Linked DNA regions of Hordeum vulgare: region 1 is linked to region 2. The links are chromatin contacts, called in public Hi-C maps. All regions are on one chromosome and are shown on one strand. Each heading gives the region's core, a stretch centred on a gene start, on an enhancer-like site or on the middle of the called end of the contact. The rest is flanking DNA. Distances are from core to core; before and after follow the strand shown. Region 1 holds the start of LOC123441817. Region 2 holds the start of LOC123440079 (fasciclin-like arabinogalactan protein 11).

Region 1 (6,221 bases), core at 3,502-6,001, 810 kb before region 2:
TTCTAATTAGTGATGAAATCTTCACAGGAAAATGCAACTTTGATCAGCAGAAAGATCCAACATCGGGTGCATAACTATCTTCATATATAACTAATTTTCTTGATAAAACAAGTTTTGGGTTTTCAATGTGTCAACTGCACAGTGCTTGTGAAAAGTCAGTTGGTTGTGGATGGCTGGCAGCCCATATTAGATAAGAGTAGCGCATGCACATCAGTGAAGCCCAATAAGATAGCTATCTATAGTGTATTTGTCTATTTAAATAGACTCCTGAATACATGACTGAAGGTTACATCCAGGAAAGCTCCTACTTTCTAAGTAACATCCAAACCTGTTTATACAAGACAGAATATGTTGTGGCGTTATAACTGCAGAGAATACTAATACGAAGTCATGGCAGAAAATGACAGCGTTCTCTATGATGCTGCAGTTACTGTGCAGCAGGCAACAGTAGCACCATGAAAATTTCATAATGACAGGATCTGCTTGCAAAGTGAACAAATTTAAGCCTAAAGGAAGTTGCCGACTTATCATCGATTCTTGAACAAATAACTTTTGAGTGGGCATTAATTTCACATACTCACGTCACGAGTCACCTTTTTTAGATGGTGGAGATTTTATTCATCCCCAGCCTCTGTTACATGCATATGACAGTCCAAAATGAAAAAAAAATACACAGACAAAGAACATTAACACTCAAGGCACAGGAAAAGCACAGACGAAAAGTTAACTGCTAATTTCTCAGTCAACATTTCAGAAGTAAATGGGAAAAAAAGGAACTTACACAGAATTTGCGTCAATCCATTAAGGATGTCACCATTTCCCTCCTGTGCCATAGTTGCAAGATCAAGCTTGTGTATTACAGTCTGACCCACAAAACCATGAAGAAGGCAACGAACTAGATGTTGTTGGCCTGATCCGGGTGCTCCAGCAACTAAAGCTCGAAAACCTGTTAACTTATATGCTAACCCTCCTTTGTTCAGAGAACAGGTGGAACTCAACCTGCGGTCATCGAACTTCTCATGTTGTTTGTTTTGACTTAACAACATTGAACCATGATTTCCTAGTTGAGATGCTGTAAGACCATAGCTTGACAAGATTGATACAATTTTATCTCCAATATCTTTCTGCTGTATCAAAACGGGAAGATAGGAACACCAGAAAGTGTGAGGTACGTTGTTCTTTTCCATAGACGAAAACACCACTTCCTTTATAGAGGAAGATGCCGTCAGAAGAGACAAAGGTAACCAGATTCGTTCATCCAAACAGAGGGAAATAAGGAGGTGAAGCAATGGTTTAAGAAGGCATGGTAAAAGATAGGAATCAATAGGAGCGGAAACTAGATCATTTGCAGCAATCCCTGCTTCCCTTTGTGAACAGGGTGGGGGAGCTGCTGCAAGAGCAGACAACCAATCCCTTTCCTCCACGTCGATTGATGGTAGAGGAAGTCGTCCATGTTCAGTTCCTTTCTCAGCGAAGCGTAAGATATCTTGCAATGGGCAAGTCCTTTTCAGAGCATTTAATGCAGCTTGGGTACAAATTGCCTGCAAATCAGCACCAGCATATCCAATAGTTTGGCTTGCAACAGCTGAAAGGAATGTGCCTGAAATAGGACTAGGCCAGTTTTTTGTGTGTAACGAAAGAATGGCAGATCTAGCCTCTAGGGTGGGGAGCGGGAAGTATATCTCACGATCAAACCTTCCTGGTCTCCTAAGAGCAGGGTCTATAGCATCAGGACGATTTGTAGCCCCTATTACTATAACCGAGCCACGTGATTTCAAACCATCAAGTAACGAGAGCAAAGTCGCCACAACTGAATTGTGCGTCTGGTCTTGTTGTCTGGATCTACAAGGGGCTAAACCATCCATCTCATCAAAAAATATGATAGAAGGTTGGCATTTTTCAGCTACCTGGAATAGAAGTCTTAACTGCCTCTCAGCATCCCCAACATACTTGCCCAAACAATCAGCGCCTTTTCGAGCAAAATAAGCAATCCTTCTGTTACCCTGAGAGCATGCCCCTATTAGTGCCCGTACAACAAGTGTTTTACCAGTACCAGGATGACCATGCAGCAGAACACCTCTTGGTGGTGTAAGACCTAAAGAGCTAAAGAATTCAGGATATAGAAGGGGCAGTATCACCACTTCTTTCATGCTCTGAATAACATCACTCAGCCCAGCAACAGATTCCCAACCACGGTACGCCTCGTCATTTTCAGAAGAACCTCCTATGTAAACAGGTGCAATCCTCAAAAGATCTCTGTTTAGCCTCTTCCCCTCACGTTTCAAGAACTCTTCATCTTCCCCACAGTTCTCTAACCATTTCTCTTCAGCCTCTATATCCTTTCTCCATGCATCATGTGACAACTTTCTGATATTGGCCTTCATCTTTTTTATCTTCATCTTCCTGAGTAGTTCAGCATATTTATCTCCTTGGGGTTGGAAGAGATGTCGATGATCATTGCAAGTTATAAGAAACTTCCGGTGATCAAATATGCAGGCTTCTGTTCGACTACAAGGCTACAGAATAGAGATGGGGAGAAAAATAATACATATTAAAGAGAAATAATTAATGATGAAGTGCAGCCTAAGCATATAAAGTAATTACCAAATGGTAGGTTTTTGGACATCGATCAACACGGCACCCAATAGTTGCTCCAGGTCTACCACATCGACTGCACTTCAAAAGCCTTCCACGGCAAAGTGCTGCCCTTACATTTTTTAGGCACCCTAAACCAGCAAAGTAAACCTGAAATTTAACACCAAAAAATGATTTTCTTATCACAAATACATTACAAAAAATCTCAGCATCACCAAAATCGCATTCAGTTGTTTTTATTAGCAATACATTCTATTGGAATTCAGTAAGCAATCCACAGCAACCAATGTTGATCCATAACCAGTTAACCACGTAGTGGAAGATACTATTTTCAGGAAATACAATCATGGTGATAAAGAGGGGGTTACTGAGGAAGTGAGCCTAACTAACTTGGGTGAGGCCATGAGAAGGTGGATGTACAAACCCACAATAAGTCCTCGCGGCGCAGATCTGAGCTCCTATTTACATTGGGGGCTTTCCCTACACTGTGGGAGGGGGGGGGGGGGCTATAGACAAGGGCATTGTTGCATGCCTTCTTTTTTTAAAATAGAGCAAAAGAACAGCAATAATAAGCAACAGAAGAAAGTAGTAACTCAACATACACATTCAAATAGCACATAAGAATTTTGAAATGCATTGCAGGAACTGACCTCGGGACTCCAAACTGCACAATTCTGATGAACCCAGACACGGGCAATCCCAAATCTATCATGTATTGGACCCAGTAACCTTCCAAGCCATCCAGGATCGTCACTGAACCCATCCCATATATCATAGTTGGGCTCCTCTGAAGGCATAGCACCCTCATAGGCTTCATTCTCGCTGTCAGCAGTATCATGCAGTGCAATCTTGGGTGGCCTCCCATCAGTCCCTCCTCCACATAGCCCACACCTCCTTCCTTCTTTAACATCTACAACTCCTCGTTTTTCATCTGACACTAGAGATTTCCCGACTCTCTCGTTCAGAGCGTCCTCAGACAACACTATATTTGGGGCATCATCCATCTGTCCATCCTGCTGGACCTCTTCCACTTGCTCATCAGGACCATGACCATCAAGTTCCATTTGCTGCTCATCAGGAAGGTTGCTCGCTTCTGCAATCTGCCCATGGTGCACATCGAGCTGTTCATTCTCCCCTAAATCGCCGAACTCAACCTCATCAGCATTCTCATCACCATTTTCTCCTTCTAGTACAGGTGAATCCAACTCTTTGGTTTTCTCTTCCTCTTGCAAACTATCCTCGTCCCCCACTTCCTCCATGTTGCCTTCGTCTAGATCAGTTCCTGCACCGGTTGCTTCTTCCTCCTCCTCATACTCATCATCTTCCTCCCCTACTCCTTTTTCCTCGTCTTCTTCTTCGACTACAGTGACACCCTCAGCAGCATCGTGAGTTTCTACACTAACATCGATGGTTAAATTGATCTCCCCCTCTGTGACTTCCATCCCACGCGATGACAAACCTCCGCTCTCCTCGCCCCCCTCTTCCTTGGCCCCCTCCTCTTCATCTTCGTCTTCGTCTTCAACCCACAGGGTCCTCACTCGCCGCCCCGCGCCGGCCTTCCCCTTAGCCCTATCTCGCAGCCGCGAGCGCCAAGCCGCATTTCCCCCGCCGTCCTCCTCATCCTCCTCGCCGTCCACTACTCGGGCAACAGCCTGGCCCCGTGCCCTTCCCTTGCCCCCCCTCCGCGGGCTCCCACTGGACCCGGCCACGCCCCCGCCGCGGCGGGGCCTCATGCGGCGGGGCGAGGGAGCCGGCGAGGTGTCGAGCGTGACGGGCGCGCGGCGTGCCCGCGTGCTCCGGCGGACGGACTCCGGGTCGGAATCCTCGCCGCCGCCGCCGCCCGGGGGAGGCGTCGGCGCGACGTCGCAAATGGCGTCGAGGCGTTTCTGCTTCTTCCGACAGCGGGGTGAGGCGGCAACGCCGCGCCGCCGCTTCGGCATCGAGGGGGGGGGGGGCGATCCCAGTCCGCGTGCTAAGCGAGGGTTTTGGGGGTCTCGCTCGCTCAGCCTCCAGAGTCCAGACGGCTGTGGGTGTGGGTGCGGCGGCGCGTCCAGTCGAGGGGGAGGGTTACGGGGAGGGCAACTGATGTCAGTCTCAGGCACCGATTTACAGTTACTGATAGGTGGGCCCCATGTTTTCCTCGGCTGATCGGCCATTGCGGCTAAGAGCATCCCCACTCGATCGCCCCCCACCGGTTTGAAATAAGGCAGTGTTGTGCGCCGGCGCGACGGGCGAAAGCGCCGCACGATCCATCACCCCACGCGTCCGCATCGTTGGATCTTTATGCAATATTTTTTTTTTGATGCAGCAAAATTTTGATGCGATGCAATAATTTTTTTAACGGTTGCAACAAAAATAAAATTTGTAGCAAAAAAATCTACATGATCATAGCAAAAAAACAAAGTTGATGGTGCGTGGTAGCAAAAATCAAACGCCGGTTGTAATAAATATTTACGTGACGTGTATGCAACTTTTTTAATGAACGGTTGCAACAAAAACTGATGCCGGTTATAACAAAAATTAACACGGTTGTAGCAAAAGTAAAAAAACATCGATTGTAACGAAAAATTCGACGAACTGAAGTTGCAACCAAACGTATATGTAGTTTTTTTACTGGACAAGTGTAGCAAAAAAATAACACTTGCAGCAAATATGACGCTGGTTGCAACAATTTAAACGAAAAAATGTTGCATGCCAAGTCAGCGGGCGCGCATGGTCGCGTGCGGCCGGCCGAACGGTTCGACCGGCGCACCGGCCAGAAACGTTTCCCTTTGAAATAGCGACATGTGAGGGGCACGCCGACGAAAAAATCGGTGTGGGTGTCGGATTTCCAATCGGACCCTCAAAGTCGCCTCAATCGCTTTTTTTAAATCAAATTCGGCTAAAAAATGGACCAAGCACGACACAAATTCGGTCAGATTCAGCGTATTCATTGATATTTGCACAAACTAAACTAAAACATATTTAAAACGGAAATTAAAAACTACTACTACCTCGTTGTCGTCTTGAACCTTCTACAGCCGAGAAGCTTGTACAAGTTGGTGTAGTCGTCGTCGTTGTCCTGCACTCCGCCGCCGTCCTTACTGCACCCGTGCCCTGGGTTGCCGTGGCAGACGGGTTTGGACGGCACAGATGCCTCCTCATCGCTGTCGTCGAGGATGATGTTGCCCTCCTCGCGGCCACGGCGTCGAGCGGCGATCTCCTCAAAGGCCGTCGATGGCGCTCCATCTCCTCCTGGACGTAGTCGTCCCGCGCCCATTTGAGCGCAATCTCGTCGAAGGCGGCCATGTCGAGGTGCCCCTACTTGACGGGGAGGAACCTCGGCTCGGTCTTCGGCTTGACGAGGCGGGAGGAGGAAGCCGGAGGAGAAGGGACGCCGCCCTCATTGATGGTGAGGGCGCGTTGCGCGTGCGCCGTCCTAGCGGTGTTTCCAACGGCTCCGGCTTGATGGGAAGGAGCGCCAGCGACCCGGAAGAGTAGGAGTGGGAGACATTGACCCGTTTGATCGACGTGTGTCCCATTGACCCACTTAAGATGCTGGACTGCGCCATCCCCTGTGGGGCATGCTGCGCCGCACATGCCGTCATAGCAATATTTTCTGTAACATGATACTTTTGAGTGTTTGT
Region 2 (5,981 bases), core at 3,384-5,883:
TTTATATATAAGATGGTTTCATTTGGTCACCGGAAAGATTTCAGGCATTACCGGTAGTGTACCTGGAGTGACGAATGGGTTCCAGGTTTTCACCGGGAGGGGCCCACCCACGCAGGAGTGAGTCCAATAGTCCTAGGATGGCGCACCAACCTTTAGTGTGCTGGTGAGGCCAACCCAAGTGGGCTATGGCTCTAGGAAAGAAAACCAAAAAAATAAAAAAAAGGAGGGAGGTGGGAAGGAAGAGGAGGACTCCTCCTTCCCAAACTGAATTGGAGTTGGAGTCCTCCTCTCCACTTCAGTTGGCGCCCTAGGGGCTTCCTTGAGCCCCAAGGCTAGCCCCTCCCCTCCTCCTATATATACTAGAGGTTTTAGGGTTTTTGAGACACAACTTTGCCACGTGCAACTCAAACTTATACCTCGTAGTTCTTCTTCTAGATCGGATTTCTGCGGAGTTCGGGCGGAGCCCTGCAGGAATAGATCATCACCATCAGCGGCGCGCCGTCACGCTGTCGGAGAACTCATCTACTTCCCAGTCTCTCTTGCTGGATCAAGAAGGCGGAGATCGTCATCGAGCTGTACGTGTGCTGAACGCGGAGGTGCCGTCCGTTCTGTACTAGATCGGGACGGATCGTGGGACGACGGAGTTTTGAATCACGAAGTTGTACCACTACATCAACCACGTTTCTTAACGATTCCCGCTTAGCGATCTACAAGGTTATGTGGATCCGATATCCCTCTCATAGAGGAACATCACCATGATAGGTCTTCGTGTGCGTAGGAATTTTTTTGTTTCCCATGCAACGTTCCCCAACAGGTGCGGCCACCCCTGGACGTGCTTGTTGTGTGCTGGCTCTCGCGTGTAGCCTTCGATCTTCTCCCAAAGCTTCCATGTATTCTTTTGGTACAGAAAAAATCATCAAAAAGTCTCGTGGCAATTATACTTTGTTTGGTACTATAAACTTGAAAAGCCAAAAACATGCAGAAAACAACAACTCACACCGGGCACTACGTTAATAGATTAGTGCTAAAATAATATTAATTGTTAAATTAACACCCAAAAAGTATCCTGAAATTATAACATTATAGCATGGAACAATTAAAATTTATAGATACGTTGGAGACGTTTCAATTTCCCCGAACAATTTGCACCCCGGAGCCACAATCTATTGTGGTGAAGCTTTGTGGTGGTATTGAGAGCCTCCAATTAAGTTGTGCAGATTGCACCAACCTTGTTTGTAAAGGTTTCGGTCGCCACCTTCAAAAGACACCACTAGTGGAATCACGACATGTTGCATTGTGCGAGGGCGTGAGGAGATTATGGTGGCCCTAGTGGCTTCTTGGGAGCATTGTGCCTCCACATCGCTTCAAATGGAGATTAGCATCCGCAAGGGTGTGAACTTCATGATACATCATCGTCTTCGCGTGTCTCAGTTATCTCTTACCCGAGTCCTTTACTCATGCACTTTACTTGGTGATAGCCATATCATTTCTTGTTATATATCTTACTATCACTTAGTTCTTTATCTTGCTTAACACAAGTTATTGGTGAACATAGGTGAGCCTAATTGTTTTATGTTTTGTGCTTGACTAATTAAACATTAGTTCTATTCCCCATTTGTTCAAGCCTAAATCATAATTATTTTAAAGTGCCTATTCATCCCCTCTTGACGATATCCATGTCCTTTCAAAGGGAGTTGGTGCAGCGCTCGATGACAGTTGATTTTTTAAAGATAAATAGGGAGGCTCTCCCTGGCTCGATATGAATATGAAACCAAAGTAGTTCAAACATCTTATTACAACAGTTCGAAGGGAAACTAACATAAGAGTATTAAAGGAAACTAAGTGCACTAAAGTTGTAGTAGAATGGAAGTAGGCAGGCTCACAGGCCGCCAAAACAAGAACACATGACACTTATCTGATGCAGTGATCCGCAACATTCACGCTAATCTAACTCAATCTCAGATATTTTCATGCACTTCATCGGAGGAGCAGTTGTCGCCTTGATCGCTTCCTTGACATTGAGAACATGGTCTTCCGCACGCTCCATGTCTGCAATGACCGCTTGCATCATCGTCTCATCCATGTAATCCTCCTCGTCGAACGAGCCGTCTCATGATTTAACATAGTGTTTGTATATGTACTTCATATATCGCTAAATTTTTTTAATATTGCATTTTTTTATTCTTTTTCAAAAATAATGCACCGATTCGAAATTTTTCAAAAATAAGCCTGCCTCGGCCACTTCGAAGCCGATTGGAGGCTGTCGGCTCTAGTGCTAGTCGGCCTAGGCCCGGCCGATTAGTGGCTCTCGGCCACGTGGCGGCCGACTAGTGGCCAGGCCACGTCGATTGCCCTGTCGGCTCTGCCTGTCGGCCCTGGCGAAGCCGATAAGGCTATCGGCCTAGGCGTGGCCGACTAGTGGTCACTAGCCAGCCCGAGGCAGCCCCTTCCCCCTCTCCTTCTTCCTCCTTCCTCTTTCTTCCTTCTCCCTTCTCCCATTCTACCTTATCTCCTTTCTCTCTTTCTCCTCCTTCCTTCCCCCCCCCACACAAAAAATCTTCCATTTCCACGTTTTGAACCGTACTTTTATTGTCTAAGGAGGAGGGCATCCAAACTATCCGTCTCACTCGCGATGGAATTTTTTATTTTCAACGTTAGCTATTTTCCCGACTCCATTTCCCGCCCATATTCCCCCAATCGGCCACGCCATTTCGTTCCCTCCTCCGTTGCCGCCAATATTTCCACGTCTCCATTCCCGCCAAATTTTTCGCACCACCTTTCCTGCCAAATTGTGCCCGTTTATTTTCCCACCAACTTTTTACCCTCTTATTTCCCGCCAAATCTTTCCCGCCTCATTTCCCTCCTCGTTTTCCCGCCATCTTCCTGGTCATCTAAGTCTATAAAAGGAGGCATTGGACTGCCTTCCTCCATCATCAAGCCTCAAAGGGACTTGTGAATCTTACAAACAAAGTAAGCCTGGATCATCTTACAAACAAAGTAAGATTCCCGAAATACATGAAATAAGATTCACAAGTCCCTTTGAGGCTGGATGATGGAGGAAGGCAGTCCAATGCCTCCTTTTATAGACTTAGATGACCAGGAAGATGGCGGGAAAACGAGGAGGGAAATGAGGCGGGAAAGATTTGGTGGGAAATAAGAGGGTAAAAAGGTGGCGGGAAAGGTGGCGGGAAAAGAAACGGGCAAAATTTAGCGGGAAAGGGTGGTGCGAAAAATTTGGCGGGAATGGAGACGTGGAAATATTGGCGGCAACGGAGGAGAGAACGAGATGGCGTGGCCGATTGGGGGAATATGGGCGGGAAATGGAGTCGGGAAAATAGCTAACGTTGAAAATAAAAAATTCCATCGCGAGTGAGACGGATAGTTTGGATGCCCTCCTCCTTACACAATAAAAGTACTGTTCAAAACGTGGAAATGGAAAAAAAATTGTGCGGGGGGAGAACGAAGGAGAAGAAAGAGAGAAAGGAGATAAGGTAGAATGGGAGAAGGGAGAAGGAAGAAAGAGGAAGGAGGAACAAGGAGAGGGGGGAAGGGGCTGGCTCGGGCTGGCTCGTGGCCACTAGTTGGCCACGCCTAGGCCGATAGCCTTATCGACTTCCCCCAGGCCGACACGCAGTGGCCTGGCCACTAGTCGGCTCCCACGTGGCCGAGAGCCACTAATCGGCCTAGGCCCGGCCGACTGCTTCCTATCGGGCGCACCAAAGCCGGCAGCGTCCAATTGGCTTCGCAGTGGCCGAGGCAGGCTTATTTTTCAAATTTTTTGAATCGGTGCATTATTTTTCAAAAAGTATAAAAAAATGCAATATTAAAAAAAATTAGCTCATATATCCACATTCACTAATTCAAAGAAGAAGAGAATAAAAATAACACGACATTTCACCAAATACTTGTGGAGCATAATGAATATTGTACAAGAAAATATTACCTTTGCGGCGGATCGATGAGAGGTGTGAAACGGTGACGGAAGACAAGCGAGGTGAATCCCGGTTGTAGCGTTGGAAGAGACGAATAGTTTTTAACAAGATGAGAGGTGTTAAAAAGATCGATAGTTTTTAACAACGGATTAACAAATTTTTAGTAGTTTTTCGTTAATAATTGTAAAGTGATAGCCACCGGACACATTTGCGTCAAATGTGGTAGTTTTTGACAATTTACTCCGTTGGAAGAGACGACTTCGTCAAGTTTTGGCATCGGTGTGGCGGGGTTGCCACAGACTTTTTATCACCCACGGAGTGTTAATTCTTTCCTCACCTGCTACAGACTTTTCATTACCCACGGCCTTCTAATCGAAATTGATGGCACATGCGCGCGCACAACTAGTTCTGCACGGCCGTTGGCTGCGCAAGATTCTCGTGTGCTCCGCGTACTACCATTAAATCATCGCAATCGAACGGTGACAGTTCTCGAGAACTGACTGCACCGCGGCTCACTTCATTGCGTCGCCCAGCATCGTGTCGTAGCGCACATTCCCGCCATTCCACGCGCAGAGAATAACATAACCCTCATCGGCAACCACCGATGGGTACGCACCGTCAGACCAGCTCATCTCCAGCCGGTCACCCCTAACCCCACCCCACGTCGGCCTCCCTATATCAGCCAACACCAGCACCCTGTACCGACAACACGCACTACACACACCACCGCTCTCTCCTCAGCTGCAACCTCCGTTGTTCAGACTTGAGAGCAATGCCAGCCAGAGCCACACAAGCAATGGCAGCGAGGAGCGGCATTGTCGTCGTCGCGGCGGCGCTCTTGGCCCTGGTGGCCGTGTCGCAGGCGCAGGCCCCGGGCCCCTCGGCGACGCCGGCCGGCCCGCCGAACGTGACGGCCATCCTGGTGAAGGGCGGGCAGTACACGACCTTCATCCGGCTGATGAAGGAGACGCAGCAGGACACGCAGCTCAACAGCCAGCTCAACAACTCCTTCAACGGCAACGGCTACACCGTGTTCGCGCCCACCGACAACGCCTTCAACAACCTCAAGCCCGGCACGCTCAACAGCCTCAGCCAGCAGGAGCAGGTGTCGCTGGTCCAGGGACACATCCTGCCCCAGTACTACTCCATGGAGTCCTTCCAGACGGCCAGCAACCCCGTCCGCACCCAGGCCTCCGGCAAGAAGGACCCAATCACGCTCAACATCATCGCCACCGGCAACAACCAGGTCAACGTCTCCACCGGCGTCGTCGAGGTCGCCGTCAACAACGCGCTCAGCGCAGTCAAGCCGCTCGCCGTCTACTCGGTCGACAAGGTGCTCCTGCCCGCAGAGATGTTCGGGGCCAAGGCTCCGGCGCCCGCGCCCACCGCCTCCAAGGGGGACAAGACCAAGAAGGGTGAGGCCGCCTCCGGGCCGGCCGGGTCAGCCGACGACGCCGCTCCCACGGGCGCCGCCGGCGCCAGGGCCGTCGGTTGGGGCGTGGCCGGCATGGCTGCTCTTCTTGGCTACCTCTTGTGAGCTGGGTAGCTTGGGATGATCGCACGACGACCAGGACGCCATGGCCATCAATCAATGTGCATACACTTGACGGGTTTTCTTGCCTTCCACGTGCCGGTGGTGTTTCTTTCCTTCCTTCCACCCTGTTCAAATTCCTTTCTTCCATTCTTGTTCTTGCCTTCTTGGCGGTTTGTTGAGATCGGGTTATGTGATTGAATTTATGTGTTTGAGGCCAGAATGTTCGTAACGACGCAGTACATTTTGGGTTCCTGCTAGTGCGATTGAAAGACATGGTCCATTTGCGATTTGGGTGTGTGCCCGCGAAAAGACTGTCGTCTGTCGGTGCTTTGCTCACGTTATTAGTTGAGCTGCTAATGATCAGAGCTGGTACTAAACCAGGATAAGATAATGGCTGCCTCTTTGATTTGGACGTGTTCTCTGGTCAAAATGGGATGGTAGTACACGTCTAGTGTTCGGTTTTGGATTTATCAAACGATGGGTAATCATGGAGTTGGTGCAAGTGTGGAACAGAG

What was found. Hi-C and Micro-C count contacts between places; a contact is called where the count stands out from the background.
Region 1: a Hi-C map of leaf shows a contact between it and region 2, with 5 times the contacts expected there. The contact joins the promoter of LOC123441817 here to the promoter of LOC123440079 in region 2. A contact is called at or near these places in 3 of 6 Hi-C or Micro-C datasets (leaf and seedling).

Annotation. Positions count from the first base shown.
Region 1 is chr3H:421,997,106-422,003,326 of MorexV3_pseudomolecules_assembly, reverse strand. It overlaps LOC123441817, which reads right to left and starts at 4,751. Exons shown (of 6, transcript XM_045118036.1): 1 at 3,246-4,751; 2 at 2,605-2,745; 3 at 782-2,516. The coding sequence starts at 4,751.
Region 2 is chr3H:421,183,532-421,189,512 of MorexV3_pseudomolecules_assembly, reverse strand. It overlaps LOC123440079 (fasciclin-like arabinogalactan protein 11), which reads left to right and starts at 4,633. Exons shown (of 1, transcript XM_045116664.1): 1 at 4,633-5,723. The coding sequence starts at 4,705. The coding sequence ends at 5,469.